Linked DNA regions of Oryctolagus cuniculus: all the other regions are linked to region 1. Evidence: chromatin contacts called from public Micro-C data. All regions are on one chromosome and are shown on one strand. The core of a region is the stretch at or near the end of the contact, and the rest is flanking DNA. Distances in the headings are between cores, read along the strand shown.

Region 1 (4,322 bases), core at 927-3,426:
TGATCACTGCTGCCATTTGGGGAGTGAACCAGCAGACAGACGACCTCTCGATCTACTCTCTCTCTGTAACCCTGTCTTTCAAATAAATAAATCTTTTTTAAAAAAAAGTCCTTAAAAATGAACAAACACATAAAAAAAGGCATAGCCTCATGTCCAGAGTTTCATTTTACCCAATAACGTCGGGGGGGGGGGGGGGTGAAAATGGTAGGAATAAGCCAAATCTACCCTTCAAAAATAAGTTTTTCTAAATAACAAGTTCCATTCAAAGTTTTAACATGTCATCCAATTCCCAGCTAAACATTCACTACTGATCTATTCTTAGTCACTGCAAAATAATTTCTTGTGAGGGTGTTAGTACAGGCATGGAGAACACCTTGCATGTAATCACTGTTTTTCAAGTAAGTTAAAAAAAAAGTCTCCTTTGATTGCTGAATGAATGAAAGTGAATTTATAGAGTATGTATCTATGTACTGAGAGCAAATCTGTTACCTAATTAGGTTGGACCTAACTGTTGCTGGGGGGCAGGGAGCAAAAGATGTAAAAGCTGGTTAAGGTACTAGTAACTAACCAATGTCTGAATTCAAAGACCAGAGTGATGAGCTTTATGAATATTCATTTTAAAAGAGTGTGTGTAAATTGTGAAGTCTTTGAGGCATCCAAACTTTAGCTTCCAGGGAGGTAAAAGGGTATGTTCCATACGTAAATAAGCATCTGGCATTATACAGAAAAATTAACATACTTTTCAGTCTACATCCTACACACCAGAGTAGGTTATAGGTATTATGCAAGCACACAGCACTTGGGCAATCTTTTCCTCCTTTCCTTAGAAAATAATTTATATAATAACTGTTTAATTGAGTCGCTGCAGAAGCAGCTTTGCTTCCTCTCTTGCTTTTGAGGTTCAGGCTTTTTTCACTTCAAAACACTAATCTTGAAAAAATTTTAATTCTTCTTTTAAGGAAGACTTCATCATTTATCTCAGAAAAGGGCAAAAAGTCAGGAGGCGAAACCTGAGCTATTCCTATTAGTCTTACATAACTTAAAGTTTAAATTAATTCAGTAGTTCAACTAAAACCTGTGGGTAAAGCAGAAAGATGAGCTCTTTCAGTATACTCTCCATACACACACAGTTTTTAAAACCTGAAAGACTTAGTATTTGCCTCCTGATTTCTTAATATATAAGCACACATCTATATAGTAATTTACATATCCACATAAAAATGCTAAAATTGTTACACTTAAAATGAATACCTCATTTGGGGAAGAATATAATTAACAGAATTGAACTTAATTTCAGAAAACAAATTAATTCCCTCATACTAATTTTTGAATGTCACCTCTGTAAGTATGCATTAAGTATTTAAAAAGTGCTGAAGGGAACATCAAAAAGTGATTTTTGAAAGCAACAGGTATATGTTAACTATTGCTTGTCACCTGGAAACAAAACTCTGAAACTGTGAAGTCAGTTGTCCGTGCTTTAATTGGCTTTGATTACTGCAAAGTACCACTTCAAGGGTAAATATCTATCAAAACTGTCAACAGCATTAGGTTCACACAAGCAATCCTCCTATCTAGAAAAGCCCTGATCTGAAATCCTCAGTAAAGCTGGCCACGGATCCCCTGCCTTGCTACGGGAACTGCAGCTTGCTTAATCAAGCGCCAAACTGCAAACCCACCTTCCTAAAAAGATGGCACAGCTAGTCCCAAGTCTCACTATTCAGTTTTGAGAAGCCCTGGGAACCACCACACTATCAAGATGCCATTGGCCTCCGAGGCATTTGATTACAATACCTTGTGTTTTCCATTCAACCACCTCTATTCAGTTTCCCCTAGAACCAGGCACACACAAAGTTGACTCCACCGCTTTGCTGAAAGCGATCTCTGGGGTGCAAACTCTGGGATCATGCATCCATCATGCATCCATGATGCCTCCAGGGGAGGGCAAAAGGAAAGGCAAAGCACAGGGTGTCAGACATTACCTTGCCGGTCTTGTGGTCGAACCAGACGAGAGCATGGTTCCTGGACAGCACTTTGCAGTCAAAGGTGGCATTATTCTGCGCCGGCCGGCAGCGGGCCACCGAGCGGCCGATTTTGATGGGCTCGTCCAGGTAGACATGACGCTCCTGAAACGGGTGCGAGTTCGGGCGGCAGGTGAAGATGGCCAAGGCTGACGGCATCGAGGACAGACTGGCGGTGTCTCTCCTACCAGGGACAACGAGGAGTTCCTCCAGATCCGGACTGCCCTTCACAAGCGTAGACCTCCCCCCTTATTCCCCACCCCACCCTCAAGTAATTTTTTGTTTTCAATTACAACAAACTGCGCATCGTCTAAGCATAACCAGGGCACATCAGCAGCTCCTCACTGGGGTGGGAAGGCAGCCCAGCGCAAGCCCCATGGCCTCCTTGGAAACCCAGCAGCGCCCCGATCGCAAACAGTCCCCCGCTGGCGGCTTTCAGTCCATCTTCCCTGGGAAGGAGAGGCTCAAACATCGGGCAGCTTCGGCCAAGAAAACTCCTGGAAGGCAGTTTTGGGGCTGGAGGTCTCCAAGCAGATGAGTCACACGGCGATTCCGGGGTTCTGTGTGCGATCGCGGCCGCGGTGCCCCCTCGCTGGCGGAAACGTTGCAGCACTGCAGCATGAAGGAAGGGTCCGTTCGGGGCGGCCGGCAAGGTCCTCCGGAGCCGAGGCCAGGGGCAGCCGCCGCCCGTCCGCAAGGGCCCCGGGGGAGCGGAGGCCGGCGAGGGGTCTAGGCGGCCCGCGGGACGGTCTTCATCGCCCCTGCTGCTGCTGCTGCTGCTGCACGGATGGCCCACCGGGTCCCCGGCCCCGCACGAGCTGGGGCGGCGGCGGCGGCGGCAGGGGTCGCCCGCGCCAGGCGTGGGGGCCGGCGGGGGCGCAGGCAGCGGCCGCGTCCGGACTCCCCGGCACCTGGCGGGCGTCTCCGCGACCAGGGGCGGGACCCGCTCCGCAGGCCGGTACGGACCGAGCGAGGCGCTACCCGGGCGCGGCGCGGGGCTCCCGGCTGGCGGGAAGTTGGTCCCTGGACGCCCGGGCTCCCCGGCCGCGGCTGCTCAGCACACCGGCCGCCTCCCCTCAGGGTCGTCCCCCCGAGGGTCGCATCTCAGGGACAGCAGCCGCAGAGCTCTCGGCGGACGGGGAGGTGGGGGTGGGGGGGTGGGGTGGGAGACTGGCCCGGAGGCTGAGGGAGAGGCCTGGAGGCCCCGGGCTGGGTCCGCCGCAGCCTCCACCACTCGCGGCCAGCGGGGCGAGCTCAGGCTGTGCCAGACGAGGCAGGAAACTTTCCGACCTGGTGGGGAAACATCAAAACAAACGGCCGTCAGGCGCTGGTGCCCGCCCGCCTCAGCCCTCGCCCCGCTCAGCCAACCCCCAGCTAGCCTCCGCCGCTGGCCACGACCTCGGCCGACCTCTCCGCAGACGGACTGCGGCGATTTGGGGCCGGGACGCTACGACGGCTCCTGCCTCCCTCGCCGCCGCCGCCGCCGTCGCCGTCTCAGCTTACCTTGCCAGCGCCGGCCGCCATAGTGACTCTGACTGAAACCTACCCGGTGCACCGCCACGGGAACGCGCACCCTTCAAGGGCCCTCCTACCCCCTCTCCCGCGCCGTAGCCCGGGGATGTCACGTGGACGACGCCGCGGAAGCCACATTTGTCGAGGGCAGAAAGGAGGGCAAACCAGGTTTTAACGCGCTCTTCTGGACGCCATCTTAGTTAAGGGCTAGAAACTTCAAATTGCAGGAGAATCTTGACGACCATTTTGGTTAAGGGCAAGAAAGAATTTGAACATTGAAACTTTTACAAACAAATCGTGCCCACTCTCATTTTATCTTCTTAGTAATAAAGTACCAAATTTTACTAAACTTTATTCACTTTACTACTTCTTGAATGTAGCCACGAATGAAAAGAACAGGTCCAGGCACAGGAGATGGTCATTAGACGCCATCTTAGCTATGGGCAACACAGTCCTCCCTCCGCCGCCTTAGGTGTGAACTACCAAACTCCCACAAATCTCGGATTGTGCGTTAGACATGACTAGGACTATCTTCGCCTTAACTAAATTCGTCGCTGTGTTTCGTGAAGGAAGAAAACTTTGTTTTTCACACGTATGCCGTTTCGAATGATCGTCCTCCCACGCGGAATGAAAAAGGAATGAGACTTGAGAAAGTTGAAAATCAATTTGCTTCCAGAAGAGAGGTCGAACAAGTGCCAATACGAAAAACGGAGTATTGCCCCTCCCCTCAAAATCTTAAGGTAGATGAGTCATTGGTCTAAAGAAGGCAAGACTTTGCCAAAGCTAAACGAA
Region 2 (4,390 bases), core at 787-3,286, 190 kb after region 1:
CATGTACTAAAATGATAATAGCAGCTTTATACACAATAGCACAAAACCTTAAACAACCCACAGTCCATTAATTGATAAATGGATAAATAATGGTGTATTCTGTACAATGGAGTAGTAATTGGTAATAAAAAAGAACTATGGATACTTGTAATAACATAGATGAATTTCAAAATCATCATGCTAGAGGAAAGAAGCCATACCTAACAGGCTAGATAAGACCACACACACACACATGCAGACACACACAGATTCCACTCATATGAAATTTTGGAAAGGACAAAACTATATAGTGATAGCAGATCAGTGATTGGCTGGAGGATGGACATGAGGGGAAGAGGATGACTACAAAGGAGAATGAAGGAATGTTTGGGATAATAAAATATTTGCTGTGATTATGATGGTGGCTACACCACCACCACATACATTTGGTTTAATCAAAGTATACTTAGAATTGGTGAATTTTATTGCAGTAATTTATAGCTCAATAAAAGACTTTTTTTTTTTTGACAGGCAGAGTGGACAGTGAGAGAGAGAGAGAGACAGAGAGAAAGGCCTTCCTTTGCCGTTGGTTCACCCTCCAATGGCCACCGCGGCTGGCGCGCTACAGCCGGCGCACCGCGCTGATCCGATGGCAGGAGCCAGGTGCTTCTCCTGGTCTCCCATGGGGTGCAGGGCCCAAGCACTTGGGCCATCCTCCACTGCACTCCCTGGCCACAGCAGAGAGCCGGCCTGGAAGAGGGGCAACCGGGAAAGAATCCGGCGCCCTGACTGGGACTAGAACCCGGTGTGCCGGCGCCGCAAGGCAGAGGATTAGCCTAGTGAGCCGCGGCGCCGGCCTCAATAAAAGACTTTTAAAAATAGATAAAAAATTATTTAAAAGGAAAAAAAACATATTCTCTAAAGATTAATCACATAACCACTAACTACCCTTGTAAGTGGATTCTATTTTAATTCTGCATACACACACAGGAAATTATATTTTTATAACACCTTACAGTACTATTTGGCATTTTTCCCACTACCTGAACACTGGAGAGCTTATTAGAAGACTGTGTGTAGTTCTACATCATTTGAATTCATAATAGTATTGCACAGAGGGGCATTTTATTTTACCCAGGCATCCTCTTACCTTACCACTCAACCACAATTATTGTCTGTGCTGTGCCAAGTCTGAGAAATACAATGGAATGTAAAGATGGATTCGTTTCCTGCCTTCCTAGTGCTTTCAGACAAGGGAGGGTATTGTAATGGTAACCACAACATGTGAAATGAGAACTAAGAAAGGAGGTTATGAGGCTTTAAGTTTGGGTGATGGGGAGGCCTACCTAGACAGGAGGTCAAGGCAGGATTTCCTTTAAACAGATCTGAAGGGTGGGTGAACACAACCAAAGTGAGGGAGGAGGCTGCAGACACTAATCCTAAACTGCTATTTACGGAGAACCTCCTTTTTAAAATATACTTTTTAAAAAAGCTGTGTATCTTATCTTGTAATCAGAAAAATATTAAGATCAGAAATTATCTTCAGGTAAGGGCTTCATGTTTCTTCCAAGCCTTTCTCGTCGACTTCCCTTAAAAATGCAATAGCCGATGGCAGTCTGTTGGAGAACTCTTGGCATAGGATTAAGGATCTTCAAGGCCTGGGCTGGGGGGCCGAACTGTCTCGTTTCCACTCCTTAATAGGTGATCGCCATCTCTCCGCCCGCAGGTCGGCTTTTAATCACTCCTCTTTTGGGAAGGTAGGGTCCATCTTCAGCCCTCCACTAGGACAAGTTTCTTGTCGCGTTTGTGAAACATATACATTTGTGGGTACCTCCAACGTGCGCAGCGTCTCAGAGCAGCTCAAAAGCAAGAAACAAACTAACTTTCTAACCCATAATGCACAGCTCTTATTCCCGGAAGCGAAGACCACAACCCCGACAACGCATTCATCCGGGGGAAAGCGTCTCCCCCTAAAGCCTGATTGGGAGTGACGGAGCGAGGCATTATGGGGCTTCACCGATCTCCTCCTAGTACGCATGTGCCCAGCGCCCGGCTCCGGGAGCCACGTCCCGGAGGTGGCGGCGGCGAGAGAAGCACGTCAGCCAAATTGGCCAATCCCTGGCGTGCGCAGGCGCAGTGGCTCCGGCAGCACCGGAAGCGCAGGGGGATGGGGCGGCGGTGACGCGATTCTGTCCGCGTTGGAGGGGCCGGGCCGCTGCCGGAGTCGCCGCGGCCGCCGCGTGACGTGGCACAGCCGGAGGTTTAGAGCCAGAGCCTGAGCTGTCGCGGCAGTCGCCGAGCAGGTCCTTGCCCCGCTAGTGCCTGTCCCGGAGCTTCGTCCGACGCGCCGGCCGGCGAGCCGCCCTCTTTCTTCCTCGGCTCTTTCTCGTCCAGTTTGCCAGGAGGGTGAAAGAAGGCCCAGGGGCTCCCCAAACCCCTCTGCTTCTGCCCATAGCAAGTGCCACTACCGCCATGGGCCTCACTATCTCCTCTCTCTTCTCCCGCCTCTTCGGCAAGAAGCAGATGCGGATCTTGATGGGTGAGTGAGGGGCCGCGAGCGAAGGCGGCCTGGCCCGGCGGGGGTCGGGGGCAGGCCGGACGATCGCTCGGGACGGCCTCGGGCCCTGTTTTTTTCTCTCCGCCGGCCGTGGTGGGGGAGGGGTGGCGAGTTGGGGGTCGGAAAGACTCCTGAAGGGGGAACAATGGGGCGAAGAGTAAGCGGTCGCCTCGGATCTGCCTTCCCAGAAGACCCGGGCCGGGCTTCGGGCGAGGTTTCCTCCTCCCGGGCTTCGCTGGCTCTCGCTCTTAGTGAAACCCGGACGAGGTTGGGCGGAGCTGGGGGGGAGAGGAGGCGAACTCCTGGAAGCGAACGCAGGGTAGGCCCATTGTGAGGGTGCCCGGGTACGGGCAGCGGTCGGCAGGGCGGCACGGCGACTCCAGCCTTTCCTCCCCCTTTCCGCTTCGTGTACACACTGCACACTCTGTTGGTTTTGTGAGCTTTCGGCCGCCGAGAGCCCGGAGCCACCGGGGCAGGAAGTGACCAGGCCCAGTGCGCTGGCCGGGGAGCGCCCAGGTTCCCCGGAGTCCGGTGTCCTCGGAGCTCGCCTTGCTAACCTTACCTCGCTCGGGATGCCGCGTATTCTTCTTAATTAATACTCTCATCACATGCAGACTACGTTCATCATGTGGGTTTCTTTTGGTTACTTTCGAGAACTTTAATTGCATTTGGCTTATTATTTTTGAGTATCCAACTAATTTTTATCCAGCTGGCTCAAGGTTTCATGCAGAAAAACAAAAACTCATTTTTTAAAAAATTTGATAAATATTCAGTACCTGAATCATGACTTGATTTTAGAGTAGCCATGTTAAATGATAGCGACAAAGTTAAGCTGGTTTGTTTTGAAATTCCTTTCGAAATAGGGTTTTAGAACTGCCGTTTAGGGATCCTTTTTTGCTCAGCCGAGGGCAAACGGCTGTCACTTGGGTGATATGACAGTCCGTTCTTCCTGGTACTGTGAGGAGTGTCTGCACCACAGCTGAACCTCTCCACCTTTGAACATTGAAACTTGTTGGTTCTGCTAGCGAATTTCTACGTTAGGAATAAAATTAGACTGAAAAAAATCTTGCTGCTTCATTAGCTGATTTTCTCCAGAGGGGTCCCGGGAAGGTCGTGGTATTTTAGCGCTCTTCCACCTGGGAAAGTTTTCTTCGGAAGTGAAATACGCTTTTTCTAGGTAAGTGAAGAATAAGGAGATCCACATTGAGTTCTATTTTCACTTTCCGGTTAATTCGGCTGGTTTAAGGTTCGTAGAAGGGTTGTTTTTGATTCTTCACACAGGTAAGTTTCTGAAATTACCTTAATGCAGAAGACATCAAATTATTTTAGGAAGGCAAGCATGCTATTTGAGATTTAAGTGGCTGAATATTTTCAGTCTGAAAAAGGACCTGAAGTCACTGGGAGAACTTTGGACTGTGAGAAATAAATTTCCAGTCTGTTCCTTCCAGAGATAAACCAGTACACAGTTGTGTTCCCAAAAGATGCTGTATGGTGGTCTCTTCTTGTAGCAAATGAATTGATATTTTTAGTTACCTTAGTCTTTTGTCATGGCTGAACTTGAGGGATGAAAGGTAGAATTATGCTATAAACACTTTCCTCTGTTTTCTGATAGCACTTTCCCCTCCCCCAAAATAGTGATTGGAAGAAAATGGAAAAGTTTTAAATTTTCTGCATTTGTGCAGCAGATGGAAGTTATGCTGGGATTATTCCGTTTATATCATGCTTTATTACTCAAGTTTATATTTGATTTGTGCCTCAGTTTGGGGATAGTCAGTTTTTCTTGATTACAAAAACTTTGTAAGAGCCACTTAAAGTAACTAAGTCATTAAAGGAAGTATTAACAAGTGAGAGATA
Region 3 (4,374 bases), core at 841-3,340, 220 kb after region 1:
CAGCACACTGCAGCCGGCGCACCGCGCTGATCCGATGGCAGGAGCCAGGAGCCAGGTGCTTTTCCTGGTCTCCCATGGGGTGCAGGGCCCAAGCACCTGGGCCATCCTCCACTGCACTCCCTGGCCACAGCAGAGAGCTGGCCTGGAAGAGGGGCAACCGGGACAGAATCCGGCGCCCCGACCGGGACTAGAACCCGGTGTGCCGGCGCCACAAGGCGGAGGATTAGCCTAGTGAGCCGCGGCGCCGGCCTCTCACTAGGTCTTAGGCACCATCAAAGTCCCAGCCTTGCAGCAGGCAACCTGCAGCGTGACAGGCACGCTCTGGATGTTCTTAAGTATCTGCTGAATGAATGGAGACTGAACTTTGTGTCGAAGAAGCCAGAGGAGCACACTGGTCACTGAAGTCTAGATAGTTTCATGTCAATTACAAGCCCGGCCCAGATCGGGCGAGCACGCGAGACGGGCAGAGCTGCTTTACCTGCAGGACAGAAGACCGCTGCAGCACCTTCTCCTGCGCCAGCGGGTACTCGGCCAGTTTCTCCAGCAGTTCTTTGTGCAAGGGGTCGGACTGCAGGGCTTCGTGGAAAGCAATGTCATGCTGGCTAAGGAGGCTGAACTTAGACCTCCGGTAAAAAGTGGCCAGGCCTTCGTGCTGCTTGATTCGAAACACCCCCTCCAGCCCGAAGGCCTCGAGGGCGGGCACCAAGCTGTCTGTGAACACCGCGCGGTCTACCTCCTGCAGACAGATGAGGTCGGCGTTGTAGCCCGTGAGTTCCTTCTGGATTAGGTTCTGGCGGTAGTCGAGCTCCAGGGCGTAGGGGGCACAGTACGGGTACAGGACCGTCCGCGAGAACTCAGTCTGGGCGTAAGTGTCCGCCAGGATGTTGTAGGAGACAGTGCGGATGAGGGTGTCCTCTGTCACCTTCTTGGTGTAGAGATGCCGATGGTCAAAAGTGCAGGTGCCAGGCCCGGCCTCCACCGGACACACACTTTCTAACTCCCGGCTCGGCCCGAAGCGCTGCCCATTGCCTGGCGTGCAACGAAGCTTCAGCCGTAGCCCGATGTCAGCATTGGACGGGGTGTAGACGCGCTCGTCCACACCCGTCTCGGTCCAAGCCAAAGATGGGGCTGAGGAGGCAGACAACGACGAAGAGCCACTGCCCTCTGCTTCCGTCGCCCCAGGCTTGGTCTCCTTGTACCAGCGGAAGAGGGAGCTGGCAGGATCCCCAAACTCGAGGCTGAGCTTGGGGCACACGGGGAAGCCAGCCATGATGTAACGCGGCAGCTGCAGCTCGGTGAAGGCGGGCGGGTTGCGCTCCACCTTGTACTTGACGTCGCCGATCTGCAGCACCGCGCCGTCCTGCCAGGCGTCCACGTTGAGCACATCTTCAGCCACCGCCTCCTCCCGGTAGTACAGCTTCACGACAGGCTCGCACGGTGCCGCCGGCTCCGGCCCGGGCCCTGCACAGGCCGCGCCGCCGCTCGCGTTCGGCCGGTTCTTTCTGCTCTTCTTGGCCGCAGCCGCCTTGGCGTGGCCCTTGAGGGCGTTGGTAGCGATCCGACTGAGGGCCCGCCCCAGCGGCTCGCTCTGGTCGCGCTGCATGTTTTTGTGGCTGCCGTCGGCCAGAGCGAACGATAGGCTCAGCTTGGGCTCCGAAGGCACACAGCGCACTACAGCGCGCTCCATGGCGCCCGCCGCTGTCTCAGCCGCCGCCTCGGCCCGGCTGCGCCGCTCCACTGCCGTCCGCACCCCACGAAGCGCAGCGCGGGCACCTGGGAGCCTCCACATGAACCTGGTGGCCCAGAGGCCGACAAGATCGGCAGCAGAGCGGCGGGCCCAGGGTCAGATGGAGACCGAGGAACCGCAGCCGCCGGCTCCGGGATCCATTCAGACTCGCCGACTTCCGCCCGCTGAGGAGCAGGGGCGCAGTGCTCGCTACGTCGCAGATTCGCCAGGCCCGCTTACCTGACCCTTCTTTCTGCAGCCACGCCCGTCTCTCATTCCACGAAGCTTACGTTTTATCTTCAACCTGGGTCAGAATGATGAGGGCGTAAGGAAAATACAGGAGTGCCAGAGGAACACAGCAGACTCCAAGGTCTTGTTGAAAGTGCTGTTTGGGGACGTGCGGGAAAGCGCGGCGATCCGGAAGTGGCTGGGAGAGCCGTCACGTGTCGCGTTTCGCTGAGGGAGGCGGTGCTGCCTGTGGAATCGAAACCGGGGCGGGGCCCGCCCGGGGCTGGCGTGCTGGAGGGCGTGGCAAGCGTGTCCCCCGGCCTCTCCACCCGGTCGCCGTCCTGGCTCGCGCCTTTCCCAGGCCCTGCGAGCGCCTACGCGCCGAGCTGAGCCTCTGTGGTGGGTAATAACGAGCAGTGTACAAGAGCTGCCATGTAGTGAGCGCCGACTCAGCCAAACAACGCCGCACACGGTATCTTAGTTAAGCCTCACAGTTCCTGTGAGGTAGGAACCCTTACCTGTCGCGTAGAGGTGTGAAGACGCAAGGGCTTGAGTGATCTGCTCGAGGTCACACAGCTGGCGAATTGGCAGAAACAAGTAGTTCGGAGAAGTCGTGGGAAGCTGTTCATCTTCAGGGAGTGAAGAAACGGGGAGACCCCTTTTTATGTAGAGTTGGCAGATTTCGCAAAGAACACAGGATTCCCTCCCCCCCAAATTTGAATTTCAGATTAAAAAAATTAATACTGAGAAGTCATGGTTGATCTGAAATCCACACTTAGTGGATTTAGCTCTGGGCGTCTTTTGTTTTATCTCCCGGTGTTTTAAAGACCTTGATGATGTCTGCGGGCTTGGCTTGTAGAGCAGAAAGAAGGCCAGTGTCAGCGAAGCCGCAGGAAGCCCAAGGGAGAAGCGTGGCAGAGGGCAGGGATTGTGCGGCGTTCTAACCTGCGCTGTGACGTTCCCGACTTGCTTCCAGCTGAAAGGGAAGGCGTTCGGGTTGCTTTGCCATCATGAGAAAGTTTTAACTTGCATTTTTCTCAAAGGGGGAAAACTAAAAACATGTAGTTACTTAATGGTGGGAAAAAAGTTTCTTTTTCTTTTTTAATCTTTATTTTTTTATTTGAAAGACAGTGTTACAGACAGACAGAGGGAAAGGTCTTGCAGCTGGTGGTCACTCCTCAAATGGCCGCCGTGGCCGAAGCTGGGCAGATCTGAAGCCAGGAGCCAGGTCCAGGAACCCCTTTGGCCATCTTCCACTGCTTTCCCAGGCCATAAGCAAGGAGCTGGATCGAAAGCAGAGCAGCTGGGACATGAGCCAGTGCCCGTATGGGATGCCGGCACACACACAGAGGCTTAGTCTGCTATACCGCAGCGCTGGCCCCACAAGTTTCTCATGCTGTAATTCTCTTTGTTCTCTGTATAATGTTCTTTAAAAATATTCATAAAACCTTCATAATCCAGCAAAGGATTTTATAATTTTTTAAACCTTTAGAAAATTTTTTCTTGAAATCTTTTTTATTTTAATTTCAATTAATGTTTAACATTCTTCACGATTTATTCATTTTTAAGATTTTTTTTTCTTTATTTGAAAAGTAGAAATAGAGAGAAACATGACATTTGCCGGTTCACTCTCCGTATGGCCACAATGGCCCAGGCTGGGCCAGGCTGAAGCTGGGAGCCAGGAGCTTCTTCCAGGTCTATCAAATAGATCCAGGGGCCAAGGTATTTGGACCATCTTCTGCTGCCTTCCCAGGCCATTAGCAGGGAGCCGGATTGGAAGTTAAGCGGCCGAGTCTCAAACTAGCACATATATGGAATGCTAGTGCTGCAGGTGGAGGCTTAACCGAAGTCAGTGTGATTTATACATACAAGTCTAAGAGCATGATGATATTCCCTTACTCCTTCCCTCCCTTCCACCCTCCTCCTTTGTACCTTTCTTTCTTTTTATTTACATTTCTGGTATCTTTTAAAAATTGAGTTATACTTCATGTGCCATAAAGTTCACCATTTTAACACGTGCAATTTAGTGCTTTTTAATTATAACAAGGTTGTGCAACCATCATACTGTCTTAATTCCTGAATATTTCATCACCCTAAAATAAAAGCCCATCTGGATAAACAATGGTCTCCATTTTTTACTTCCCCCCAATCCCTGAAAACCACGAATCTACTTTCTGTCTCCATGGATTTGCCTATTCCAGACTTTAGGCTGTAATCATACAATTTGTGGTTCTTAGTATCTGGCTTCTCTCTCTTGGCCTGGTGTTTTCAAGATATATCTGTATAGTAGCATGTATCAGTATTCTGTTCCTTACAGCCGAGTAGAATCCCTTTGTATGGTTATATCACATTTTGTTTATCCATTCAGCAATGGGAAGGTTTTAATCAGGGAAGTAAACTTTTGTTTTTAAAGGTTATGT

The links. A called contact is a pair of places that touch in the nucleus more often than the background predicts.
Region 2: a contact with region 1 is called in a Micro-C map of ear pinna, with 8 times the contacts expected there. The contact joins the promoter of ARF4 here to the promoter of SLMAP in region 1. A contact is called at or near these places in 2 of 6 Hi-C or Micro-C datasets (ear pinna and an unstated tissue).
Region 3: a Micro-C map of ear pinna shows a contact between it and region 1, with 7 times the contacts expected there. The contact joins the promoter of PDE12 here to the promoter of SLMAP in region 1. A contact is called at or near these places in 2 of 6 Hi-C or Micro-C datasets (ear pinna and an unstated tissue).

The regions. Positions count from the first base shown.
Region 1 is chr10:92,185,741-92,190,062 of mOryCun1.1, forward strand. SLMAP (sarcolemma associated protein) reads right to left here and starts at 2,177. Exons shown (of 21, transcript NM_001082348.2): 1 at 1,980-2,177. The coding sequence starts at 2,177.
Region 2 is chr10:92,374,354-92,378,743 of mOryCun1.1, forward strand. ARF4 (ARF GTPase 4) reads left to right here and starts at 2,037. Exons shown (of 6, transcript XM_002713263.5): 1 at 2,037-2,518. The coding sequence starts at 2,452.
Region 3 is chr10:92,408,768-92,413,141 of mOryCun1.1, forward strand. It overlaps PDE12 (phosphodiesterase 12), which reads right to left and starts at 2,091. Exons shown (of 3, transcript XM_002713262.5): 1 at 479-2,091. The coding sequence starts at 1,789.